Linked DNA regions of Hordeum vulgare: region 1 is linked to region 2. Evidence: chromatin contacts called from public Hi-C data. All regions are on one chromosome and are shown on one strand. The core of a region is the stretch at or near the end of the contact, and the rest is flanking DNA. Distances in the headings are between cores, read along the strand shown.

Evidence for each region. A called contact is a pair of places that touch in the nucleus more often than the background predicts.
Region 1: a Hi-C map of seedling shows a contact between it and region 2, with 3 times the contacts expected there. The contact joins the promoter of LOC123430234 here to the promoter of LOC123426592 in region 2. A contact is called at or near these places in 2 of 6 Hi-C or Micro-C datasets (leaf and seedling).

Annotation. Positions count from the first base shown.
Region 1 is chr2H:448,430,753-448,437,090 of MorexV3_pseudomolecules_assembly, reverse strand. It overlaps LOC123430234 (nudix hydrolase 13, mitochondrial-like), which reads right to left and starts at 4,254. Exons shown (of 4, transcript XM_045114113.1): 1 at 3,731-4,254; 2 at 3,557-3,644; 3 at 3,383-3,466; 4 at 1,940-2,651. The coding sequence starts at 3,807. The coding sequence ends at 2,265.
Region 2 is chr2H:448,012,796-448,019,238 of MorexV3_pseudomolecules_assembly, reverse strand. LOC123426592 (pollen-specific protein C13-like) reads left to right here and starts at 2,982. Exons shown (of 2, transcript XM_045110450.1): 1 at 2,982-3,543; 2 at 3,647-4,249. The coding sequence starts at 3,216. The coding sequence ends at 3,981. LOC123426591 (probable glucuronosyltransferase Os04g0398600) reads right to left here. Exons shown (of 4, transcript XM_045110448.1): 1 at 6,368-6,443; 2 at 5,425-5,813; 3 at 5,000-5,241; 4 at 4,220-4,909. The coding sequence ends at 4,396.

The sequences.
Region 1 (6,338 bases), core at 3,005-5,504, 420 kb before region 2:
TTCAACAAAATAGGATAAGACTGACTACATTAGTTAGTTAGCTTATTATTTTAATAAATCAAAATGATTATAAAAAATTTGAAAACGTGTGATATTTTTTTCTTTCGTTGCAACGCACGGGCCTTTTGCTAGTACTAATTAAGTAAGTAGGGGTCATGACCAAAAATGAGGGTCGATACATGGGTCATGGGCTCATGGCCCACCCAGCCATGTGGAGGTGTTGCATGATCCGATTGGGGCAGAAGATTTGTTGGCATGAACCAAATAACCTGATGGCTAAGTCAATATTGTGTTCCCCTAGCTTAGATGGTTACGACTGTCCAAGCTTTCTTGATAATGAAGAGGAAAGAAGAAACTTCCCTGCATCAACTTTGTAGAGAAAGAACAGCAACGGACAAAACTTTCAGTTTATAATAGACACATCTTGTCAACGTAGAGTTCTGAAAAGTATGAAAGCAGCAGGCTACATTCGGGGCGTGGGTGATTCATAATACAATGATGAGGCGAATCTGAACAAAGTTTTTGTCTGGCATGTGCCGAGGGCTATCAACCACCCAAAACCTACCAGTCATGCTATGGAGTCTGGACCATTTCAATGCCACCCATGTATCCGTAATTCCTTATACGCCTTTTCTGAATTCAAATGTATTTGGTGAACGCAATGTCTCTTTATAACTTTTTTCTTGCGGGGAGTGAAATACAGTATTATAAATTAAATGTGTAAGGCACTAAGGCACGAGCATTGCCACTTGGACCCGTTGAAGCTAAACGTATTCTTTCATATATAGGGGGAGCAATTCCATCTTCATCTTACATGAAGGAAGTTACGGGCGGTCCACTATGTCTACCTTTACTGAAAAGATGCCTCCAAAAGTCTGAAACCTAGGAGAAATTCACAAAACGAAATCAGTATGGAGGTCATTTTAGATGAAATGTACAAGCTTTCGCAGAAGAAAATGGACGATACATTAACTATAAAACCCAACTTACCATACCCAACTCCTGCAATTAACTTAATACATTGTCTTCTTTCCAGATTCATGGCACTGGATGGATTGGTTTCATGTTGAAATGGTGAAGTTTTGTGGCTGCAATAGAAGGCAGGCTATGTCAAACTATAGCAACGATAGAGGATGCGAAATTGCCATCGTTGTTTTCAGTGGTTTCTTGATTGGGTCAATTTGGACGGCCCAGCCCACCAAACGCAAGTTTGTTTGGACCAGGAGGCAGGCTGACACATTCTTTTCTTGCTTCTTTACTTAAGTTTTGATGACCATAGAGGGCTAGAGTTCGTTTGTGATCACAAATTTCTCTTGTGTTTAAAAATAAATAAAAATAAGTTGCTCTTTTTAATAATTTGGTCATGTGCAACCTAGCTCTATGTCTAAACTACCTCTTCGACATTATATTGTTGCAGAGGTTGGACGTATTGGTACTACTATCTTGATATTGAGAATGATGTTTTGGCTCCCGGGAGCCATGGAGGCCGAAATATTTGAAAAATTCAAAATTCAAAATTTTAGTTTCAGAAAATCTGAAAAAATATACAACTAAACAAGGATATGATTCGTGTGCGTGTAAAATTTCAGGTCAAAATACTTTGAAACGCGATCTCTACAAAAAAAAAAATTCATGGTCTGAAATGATGAATAGTAATATGTGTTAAAATGTTTCAGATTTGTTTTTTTTTACAAAGCCCTCATTTCAACGTATTTTGTTTTGAAAATTTACACACTTGTGTATTATACCTTCATCTATCTATATATTTTTTCAGAATTTTTTGAAATATTAAAATACGAGTTTTTACTGAATTTGAAGTTTGAATTTAAAGGCCTCCAGTGAGCTCGGGAGCCAAAAGCAATATTCGCTTGATATTTCTCTTTATACAAAACATGACAAAGCATGTTGAACCACGACGAATGGTAAAAGCATTCACAAATTTTCTTGTTGCTCAGGAAATCCATTTGAGGAACGGAAGCAAACATTTACAAGACGACTTGATCAAGTGGCCCTAAGACTTGATAACATTGCAGAACAGACGGATCACTCAATGCTAGCCACTAGATCGATCATACAAGTTGGCTATCAACAGAGGCCAGGAATTGATCATACATGACGGGTGACACTCGGTAATTATGACGATAACTAATTACTGATTAGAACGAAAAGAGAACATGTTGGAAGGTCTTATGAGATGATATTTCTGGCTGCTTATTAGCTTCGCCCGCAGCCTGTCGTCAGTTCATTTGCATGCACTGCAAGGATCAGCACAGCGCCACCGCTCGATCCCCGGGGCCTGCCGGTTTCATCAGCATCATGCTTATGCACATGCCAGCGTGCTCGTTCAGCTCCGGCGCCGCAGTGCTCACGGCCACCGCCGCCGCTACAGGGATCGTCGGCGATGCAATCGAACAACGATCCAGCAATGCCGTCAGCGCCTCGCGCATCCAGTCGTACCGGCAGAGCCCGTACGCGTCTGCTGGAGAGAGCCACCGCCTTCCGTGGGTTTCTTGCTCCGGCCATTGCTTGAGCTCCTCGGTGACCTCCAGCGCGAAGACGTGGCCCTTGCAGGCGCCCCGCGGGCAGTCGCTGCTCTGGCTCAGGCTCTCTCTGCTCTTGCTCCTGAACATCCACAAGCCCAGCGGGTTTCTCTGGAGAGAAAACACGTGGTAATTGCGTATCAGAAACAGCTATAATTCATGTCAATGATGTTACATAATTATCACAAACATGTCACCAACAGGAGCTGATTGTTTCGATCGGTGTTGGACAAACAGCAGACACATCACATGCATCGTAGCAATCTGCTAGATCTCTGAATGTGTTCTTTTCTTTCATCTGTGGAGGAGCCATATATAGATGCTTGAAAATTGTTCAAGGGGACAAGGCTTCTGACGACAAGCCAGCGAAAGATGAATAAAAGAGGGCAATGATTCGGATTCACAATAATCAAGGCTCCCCGGCAGACTAGACAACTCGAAGGAGAATCGTGAAAGAATTACACCACCTCACAACGAATATGTAAAAATTTACAAAGTCAACGGCCATGTCCTTGTCTTGTCTCCTGGTTGTTATGTAAGATCCAAAAAATTCTCCACGACAGATTTTATCAAGAGAGAAAATTCCCCGGCTGGTTGCTTTCCCTATCGAACACATCATCGTGTTCGCCGCTATCTGCTTATTTTAGTATATCATCATATATAGCTCAATCGATCTCTAGAGGTTAAATCAGCTAATTACCTCACTCACAAAAAAATAAACAGCCAATTACCTAGAGGTGCAGTAAACTTGAACCGTTAGCCGTTCATGTAATCAAGATACTAGTACTACTATAGGTTGGTGATGCATGCCAAGGAATGATATGGGTGAATAGAGTAGTTACATTGATGTTGCCCCTGACTCCGGCCTCCTCCAGCGCCTCGCGACATGCCGCCTCATAGACGTCCTCATCGTCCTCCCAGCCGCCCTGAAAAAGTCAATCCATCCATCCAGCGATGAGTACGTGGATGCATGTCGCCGAGGAAATATGTGTGATGTTACTATGAGTTGGTGTTACCTTGGGGAAGACAAGATCGTCCCTGTTGGCTGTGGAGACCATAAGAACCTCGAGCTGCCCGTGTTTGTCCACGCGGTACGGGACGCACCTGCACCCGAGAGAGGAACACGGCTCGTCAGGGCAAGAAGAGCCCAGAGAATGAAAGATACAATGATCCAATGAATGGATACTCACCCGGCGACGAGGCGGTACTCGTTGTCGTAGCGCTGCCTGAGCCTGCCTTTCCTGGCGACGAGCTTCTCCGATGCCATTGCAGCGTCAGGGAAGAAGGGAAGAGCAGAAACAGAAACACAACACGGAACAGAGAGCCCAGGCGAGACTCAATCGGAACAAAGGAGGGGGGCTGGTTATGTGCGGCTCTCACAACTGGCAGTTCTTCCCGCGCAATTTAAAGGCGCGAGGAGGAAGAGGAAGAGGAGGAGGTCAACCCCCATTAACGCACCAGCACCGCCCAACCACACAACAACTAGGAAGCTAAGCTCGGTCTGATTCTTCGAAACAGAGAGGAGGGGAGAAAACTGCGAATGATTTGGGCGGGAGTAGTAAACAAAGGGAGAGGTCCGTTGAATAGCGCGGCACCTCGAGCCGGCCTATGATTGGAGATCGAGGACGCAATTACGAGGGCCGGTGCGGGTGGTGTGCGGCTCCGGTCGCTTCTTTGCTTTGCTTGCGTGATTGGGTTCGTTCCGGGAGGAGCAAACGAGCGACGGACGGAGCATTTATAAATGTGGGGGGAAGAACAAAGGAAACGCTAGTCCCAGTCCACTGGGACGGCCTTGTCTTCCACGCAGCAGCTCCTGACGTTGTCGTCGCCTCTGATGTCTGCTCAAGGGCATACCGTATAAAGTCTCACGAACTATCTTTATGGGATGGTTTATGAGACCCGTCAAAAAATGATCCGATCAGAACCGTTAAAAAAGGTCCGGCCCGTAAATTTTTTATGAACAGCCCATAAACCGTCCCCGTTACCTCCATATATGTTGGCGCCGGCGTGTTTTAGGGTTGCCGTCCCACAAATTCCCCGATCGCCTCCGCCGGAGAGCTCCTCCTTCTGATGTGGAATCTCTTCTCCTCCGGCCAAGTTTTACGGACCATTTCTCCGCCTGATCTTGTTGAAGATGGCGTGCGCGGGTTCCGGCATGGAGGCGACAAGGGTTTCAGCCGTTGCGATAGGTTCGGGTGCCGGGGGATAGGGCGGATGCGGTGTGCTCGGCGGCCGCAAGCGCAACGTAGAAGACGAAGCCAGCAGCTCCTCCCTTCGGCCTCGCATGTCGGACGGACGCAGGGAGGTGGCGCGCAAGCGTGGCGCGAAGTCCCGCAACGCCGGAGCAGGGGCTTGGGTGAACTTCGGTCGCCTCGGCGACCTCTTCGATCCGTCCATCTGATACGTCTCCAATGTATCTACTTTTTCAAACTCTTTTGCCCTTTTTTAACTCTAATTTGCATGATTTGAATGAAACTAACCCGGACTGACGTTGTTTTCAGCTGAACTGCCATGGTGTTGTTTTTATGCAGAAATAGAAGTTTTCGTAATGACCTGGAAACTTACGATGATTTTTTATGAAATATATAAAAATATCAGAGAAAGAATCAACTGAAGATACGCTACGCGTGGGCCACGAGCCATGCAGGCGCCCCCCCTAGGGCGCGCCTAGCAGGCTCGTGGGGCCCACGTGGCTCCTCCGACTTCATCTCCAACTCCATATAACCTCTCTCGCCCAGAAAAAAATAGGAGAGAAGAGTTCATCGCGTTTCACGATACGGACGGCTCCGCCCGTTCTTCCTCGGGAGGGCAGATCTGGAGTCCGTTCTGGGCTCCGGAGAGGGGAAATCGACGCCGTCGTCATCATCAACCATCCTCCATCGCCAATTTCATGATGCTCTCCATCGTTCGTGAGTAATCTTATCGTAGGTTTCTGGACGGTGATGGGTTGGATGGGATCTATCATGTAATCGAGTTAGTTTTGATGGGGTTTGATCCCTAGTATCCACTATGTTCTAAGATTGATGTTGCTACTACTTTGCTATGGTTAATGCTTGTCGCTAGGGCCCGAGTGCCATGATTTCAGATCTGAACCTATTATGTGTTCATCATTATATGTGTGTTCTTGATCCTATCTTGCAAGTTATAGTCACCTACTATTTGTTATGACCTGGCAACCCCGGAGTGACAATAACCCTAACCACTCCCGGAGATGACCATAGTATGAGGATCCCATGTATTCACCGTGTGCTAATGCTTTGTTCCGGTTCTTTATTAAAAGTAGACCTTAATATCCCTTACTTTCCATTAGGACCCTGCTGCCACGGGAGGGTAGGACAAAAGATATCATGCAAGTTCTTTTCCATAAGCACGTATGACTAAATACGGAATACATGCCTACATTACATTGACGAACTGGAGCTAGTTACATATCACCCTATGTTATAACTGGTACATGATGAATGCCATCCGACACAATTATCCATCACTGATCCAATGCCTACGATCTTTTCCTATACTGGTCCTTGCTAAGTTACTTTACCGCTACTGATGTCACCCTTGCTATACAAATTAGTACTGCTACTGTTACCGCCGCTACCGTTACTATCATATTACTTTGCTACTAAAACTTTGCTGCATATACTAAGTCTTTCAGGTGTGGTTGAATTGACAACTCAACTGCTAATACTCAAGAGTATTCTTTGGCTCCCCCTTCTGTCGAATCAATAAATTTGGGTTGAATACTCTACCCACGAAAACTGTTGCGATCCCCTATACTTGTGGGTTATCAAGACCTTT
Region 2 (6,443 bases), core at 1,733-4,232:
ATAGCAATTCTCTATGCAAAACATATAGATTTCTTGTAGATTAATTTCATTATCATTAGTGATAAGGAATATATCAAACCAATCATTTTTATGTGACAATTCTTCAGTCCCCAAAAATAAACAAAGTTCATTATATAGTTCACAGGAGATCAAATTATCATAATATTTAGAAACGGTTCGATCATGAAAATGCATGCATTGGAAATTAAAATGACCAACCCTATTACAAAGTTCACAAGTAATGGGATGAAGAGAGCATAATCTTGTGGCAAATTCATCTATCACTCTAAGCCACCAATTAGTTTGATTTTGTTTATGCTTCTTACAAAATCTATCATCCCTATATGGCATGTCTTTACAAATTGTATTCACTCCACAAAAAATTACATGCTTATAGGAAATATTTTTATCATGACGAGTGCAATCATAATTAGCATCATGGATATTCAAAGAATAAATACTAACAATACTACTAGCATGTTCATCATTCTAGGATTTCACATTAATCATTCTGATAAATTATTCCTCTAATAATTGAGCATAATTTTCCAAACCATCCTTTTCATGAAAGACTTTATAAAGACGAAGCAAATGAGGCAACCTAAATTCCATTTATGTAGTTTTCTTTTATAAAACCAAACTAGTGAAAAAGAAGAAACAAAATGATTTAATTACAAGATATAAATATATACCTTTAGGCACTCACGTCCCTGACAACGGTGCGAGAAAAGAGCTTGACGTCTACTACACAACTTTATTCTTGTAGACTCTGTTGGGCCTCCAAGCGCACAGTTTTGTAGGACAGTAGCAATTTTCCCTCAAGTGGATGACCTAAGGTTTATCAATCCGTGGGGCGTGTAGGATGAAGATGGTCTCTCTCAAATAACCCTGCAATTAAATACAAAAAATCTCTTGTGTCCCCAACATACCCAATACAATGGCAAATTGTATAGGTGCACTAGTTCGGCGAAGAGATGGTGATACAAGTGTAGTACGGATAGTAGATATATGTTTTTGTGATCTGAAAATATAAAAACATCAAGGTAGCAAGTGTAAAAGAGCGAGAAAAATGTTGTATAAATGCTTGATAATAAGCCCTAGGGTTCATACTTTCACTAGTGCAATCACTCAACAATGCTAACATGGTAGAATCATATGATCATCCCTCAACGTGCAACAAAGAATCATTCCAAAGTTCCTATCTAGCGGAGAATAATAAGATGAAAATGGTGTAGGTAGTAGAACCACCTCAAAGTTATTCTTTCTGATCAATCTTTTGAGCTATTCAAGTGTCAAAAACAGCCCTAGATTTCATACTAGAATAACACCCATGATACATATCAATCAACCCTAATGTCACCTAGATACTCCAATGTCACCTCTCAAGTATCCGTGGGTAAATTATGCGACATGCATCAAACAATTTTAGATCTATCATATTCAATCCAACACAAAGAACTTCAAGGAACACCCCAAGATTTCTATCGGAGAACATAGCATGAAAACGTGCAACCAACCCATATGCATAGATCCCCAAGGTCACGAGAATCCGCAAGTTGATGCCATAACATATATCAAGTGAATCACTTGAATACCCCAATGACACTACGGGTATCCGCATGCAAGGCATACATGATACATCAAGTGTTCTCAAACTAAAATATTCAATCCAACATAACAATATCTTAAAGGGAAATATTCAATTCATCACAACATGGTATGAATGGAATAACATCATATGATCCAACTACATTAATAAGGCTCTTGATACATCAAGATTGTGCCATCTCAAGAACACGAGAGAGAAAGATTAAACACATAGCTACTCGTACATACCCTCGGCCCCGAGGGTGAACTATTCCCTCCTCGTCATGGCCTCCGCCAGGATGATGAAGATGGCCACTAGAGATGATTTCCCCTCTTCAGTAGGGTACTGGAAAGGCTCCAGATGGGTTTTTTATCGATATAGAAAGTTACGGCGGTGGAGCAGAAGTTCTCCCTTCATTTATGAGGGTTTTGGTATATATAGGATTTTTTTAGCATAGGAATCACGCCAAACGGAGCCACGTGGGTCCCATAAGCCATCACGACGCGATCTGGGGGGGCCACGCCCTGTTGGCTCGTGGCCCACAGGTGGCTCCCCTCCGGTGGTTATTCGCTCCAATATTGCTTATTTCCCCCACAAAAAATATAAAAAAGTTTTGGGCGATTCCGACAATTTTCATTTTCTGTAAAAAAACAACATCATGGTAATTCTGTTGAAAACAATGTTAGTCCGGGTTAGTTCTAAATAAATCATATAGTCCCTCTGTCCCTAAATTGTTGCTGTGGAGAACTACACTAGTTCTCTCCAACAACAAGTATTGTGTTACACAGGAAGTAAATTGCATCAAAATGATACAAAAGTATTGTAATCATAGTCAAACATGACATGAATATTTCATAAATTATCGATATTTTGGAGATGTATCAGCAGTGCACACCAAGAAGCCGGATGGGAAAGTTGTAGATGAAGAAAAGATATGGAACGAGGAAAAATGTGTAGGATCCGAAGTGAAAACGTATACGAAAAAGGAGCGCCTCTAATAGACCAGAAATCTATACAAAATAATAATGTCATTAGTGCTTGCTACGGTACGTCACACAAATTGTCCCAAAAATTACAAAATAGTATCCATCGATGCCACCTATAAGTAATAAAAAAGTTTCGCACTGAGAATCCTTGCTTGGGCCGGCCCATGTAGTAGGAACCTCTTATAGTGTGCTCTGGAAGAAGACACGTGCGCTTCTTTGGGTCGGCCCATGTCTGAGTAGCCTGTTTTTTGGAATTTCGCTTTTATTTTCCTTTTTCCTTTTTTCTTTTTGTTTTTTCTATTTTGTATAATTTGGGATTTCAAAAAGGTTCCGGAAATTTTTACGCTAAGATCCGCATGGATAATTTTCATGATTGTCACTTAGATGAAATTTAATTAATTTTAGCTAACCACGCCACCCTGGAAATCTTTTTTAGCAGAGCTCTGCACTCCAAGTGCATGTGTCTTTGTTCGAAAAACAAGGGTAACAATGAGACGCTTCAAAGGAAGAGGAGGGAAATTGTTTGTCTAAGAGTTTTGTGGACCATACAAACCTGAACGAAAACAAGAGTCAAATTTCCTCCTCCGTCGGGTCGACGGACGGTTGGCCTGCTCCCATCCTTCCTACATCCATGCGCAACCATGGAAACCCTCCTGCCACCTTGGTTATTAAGCGCAGGTGGTGGTGTGCAAAAACCGGTGAGTTTCTTTGCCCTCCTCTCTGCATTCACCCCCCCAGGTCATTCAGCCTCCGCCGAGGCAAAACATACACCGGAGGTAGAGGGGAAACGCGCAACAGCCATGGCCTCGCTCCGCATCCTTTCCGTGATCGCCGTGGTCGCCATCTTTGCCCTCGCCGACACCGCCGTCGCCAATGACCGCGACCTCCCCGACTACATTGTTCAGGGACGGGTCTACTGCGACACCTGCCGTGCAGGGTTCGAGACAAATGTCACCGAGTACATCAAGGGTACGCCATGGCATCTCTGACCCCTACTATTAGTCTATTACTACAGACCTCTGAACCTGTGAAGAACAGGACGTCAATGTGAGGTGATTAATTTATTGAGTAGGTGCCAAGGTGAGGCTGGAGTGCAGGCGCTTCGGCACTGACAAACTTGAACGCTCCATCGACGGCGTCACCGACGAGAGTGGCACTTACAAAATCGAGCTCAAGGACAGCCATCCGGAGGATATCTGCGAGATGGTTCTTGTCCAGAGCCCCCTCCCAAACTGCAACGAGATCCAGGCGCTCAGGAACCGCGCCGAGATAGTCCTCAGCAGGAACGTTGGCATCAGCGACAACATCCGCCTGGCCAACCCGCTCGGCTACCTCAAGGACAAGCCGCTGCCCGTCTGCCCTGACCTGCTCAAGATGTTCAACCTTACTACTGATGACGATCACTGAGCAGAGCAGGCAGACCGCCAACATGGTACCACCGACAAAGCTGCTGCACCACACCACACCAATAAATCTGTTATCTGGCATGCAAATAGCATGGTTGTATCAGCAGAGTACAGCACCAATGCATAGCTGTATCTAATGCTGCTTACAGCCTTGTGATGTACCAGATCTTGCCATCGATTCTTCTTCTGCAAGCTGTAACAAGTCTTGTCAACAAAAGTCACCATCCATCGAACCTGAATGGAACAACATCATTTCATTTCTTTCTAAATTACCGACTTTAGAAATTGCTCATCATGTTAGATAACGCCTTGGTGTAATTTACACCTGCGGCACTGTGTTTCTATTACATCACATACGAGGAAGTATGAACTATTTCTATGTGGTTTATGTGGCAAAGATGATGGAAACTCTTTCCTACCACGGTTTCAGATCTCCAACAGGTCCAGCAGTCCAGTTCAGATGCTTCCCACCGGGTGGCAAGTATACACCCTCTGGGTGTGGGAGCTTACGAGCAAGGCCATTCAAGATCTGGTGGAATGCATCTCGCGGTTGGGCTGGCTGTGGGAACAACATGGCCTGCTTCATTGATGGATTTGCGAGCAATCTTTGCTTTCTTAGAATATCCTCGATGGGCATTGATGTCAGGATTGTGTCCAACTTTGGGACATCCTTCTCCTCCACAAAAATACCAATTTCTTCCCATGGGATAGCATCAGCAAATGGCAGCACAATATCATCAGCTATGATGACTGGAATGCAGCCAAAGACAACAGCCTCAACCAACCTAGGGCTCCATGGTGCCCAGCCCAATGGGCATAGGCAGAAGACTGCACGCTGCATGTCTTCGTAGTAAGTGGCAGGGTGATCGGTGGAAATGTCAAACAGAGGATTGTTCTTGAAGTTCTCCCATAGGGAAGCTCGCGCACCTCTGCACAACAACACCACTGAAGTGAGTAAATAAATGGAACCAAACCATGAGGAAGAGTTCAAATTTGACAAATTTTAGTAACATTGATACCTTGCATAGTAACCACCCTCAGGGTCATTTCCAGTGTCATAGAACAGACCCCTAAAGTAAACGAAGATTGACCGTGGTGTGTCCGGGGGAATAAGGTGAGCCTGCATTTTCTGAGGAGGAGCAAAGGGTGGAATGATGATAGACCCCTCCTTCAGGCAAACATGATTCTCCTGTCCAAATGTCTGCACCAATGTAGCGCGTCGCAGCAATGGGAGAATGCCACGTTCAATAGCTTTTTCTTCCTGCAAATACCAGCATAACTATTACACATAAATTTTTTGAGCAAAACGTAAAACAAAAGGAATATATTCCTAATTATGACCTACTGACCTCCTTTAGTTACAAGTTGTACCAGAATAAATAATAAAATCAGGGATAAGGAAACCCTTAGTAAATATGTGAGTCTGAGGGGCTAGTGAACTCACCTGATAATGAAAGCAAGCCCCAAAGTCATGTGGGACAACAAAGAAGTGATCTGCGCCATCAGTTCGGTTCCAAAAGGGCCATTTATGCGAAATATACTGAATTGCACTCCTCATCACCCGTGGTGACTTGAATGGCAAGGGAAGACCAGCAGGAGTAAGATCACACGTGGTATAAACTGGTGTGTAGAACCAATCAGCCTCTTTGGGTTTGAGTGTACGCACAGCACTTGAGAGCAAGAAACGGTGCATGAATATTTCCGCAGCAAACATGTGATTAAGGCACCGGGGATCCTTGGTGACCATCTTCTTGTTGTATTTTCTTGGCAAGTCGTATATGAAAACCTTTAACTTTCCCACAGGATTGTCTTCTAGCACATCACCAGCACTTCCTACAAGTTAAATAATCACAAATTTAGCAAACAAATGAGCGATTTATCCAAAATTTGAAGTAATTAGGTTGTGCAACAGCAAAGCATACGGCTATCTCTACCTAAAATTGTGAGATTGTATCAAGTTTTTAAAAATACTTGAGAATAGTAAACTGAACCTTTGTGAGATTATATCAAATTTATGTAAACTACGTGCTTGAAAATGGTAAACTGAATCACAACCAATATATTTGTGTACAGCCGCATAAAAATAATCTTGGAAACAATATCTAATACGAAAGGCAGAAAAAAAAAGGCATATCAACTTAACGGAGGAGCTGAACCAGAACCAATCTGGACTCAGCAGCCCTCAAAGATGACCTAGTCCACAACACCAAGAAACAGCATAGAATCAATCACCTCCGTAGACCAGAACCAAATTAACAATCATAGTATCTCGCAGTATAAAGCATGTCAACAGGTGGAACAGGAGAGAAGAAATTCTAGTTTCTGAAAACATCTAACTTTTGAGAAGGAGGAAATAAAAAGGAAGAGATTTGGAGATATGGCCGGACCTGAGATGCGCTCGCTGTGCTGCTGAACGGCGTGGTCGGCCTCGCCGGACTCCGTAGCGGCCGCGGCGGCCGGCGC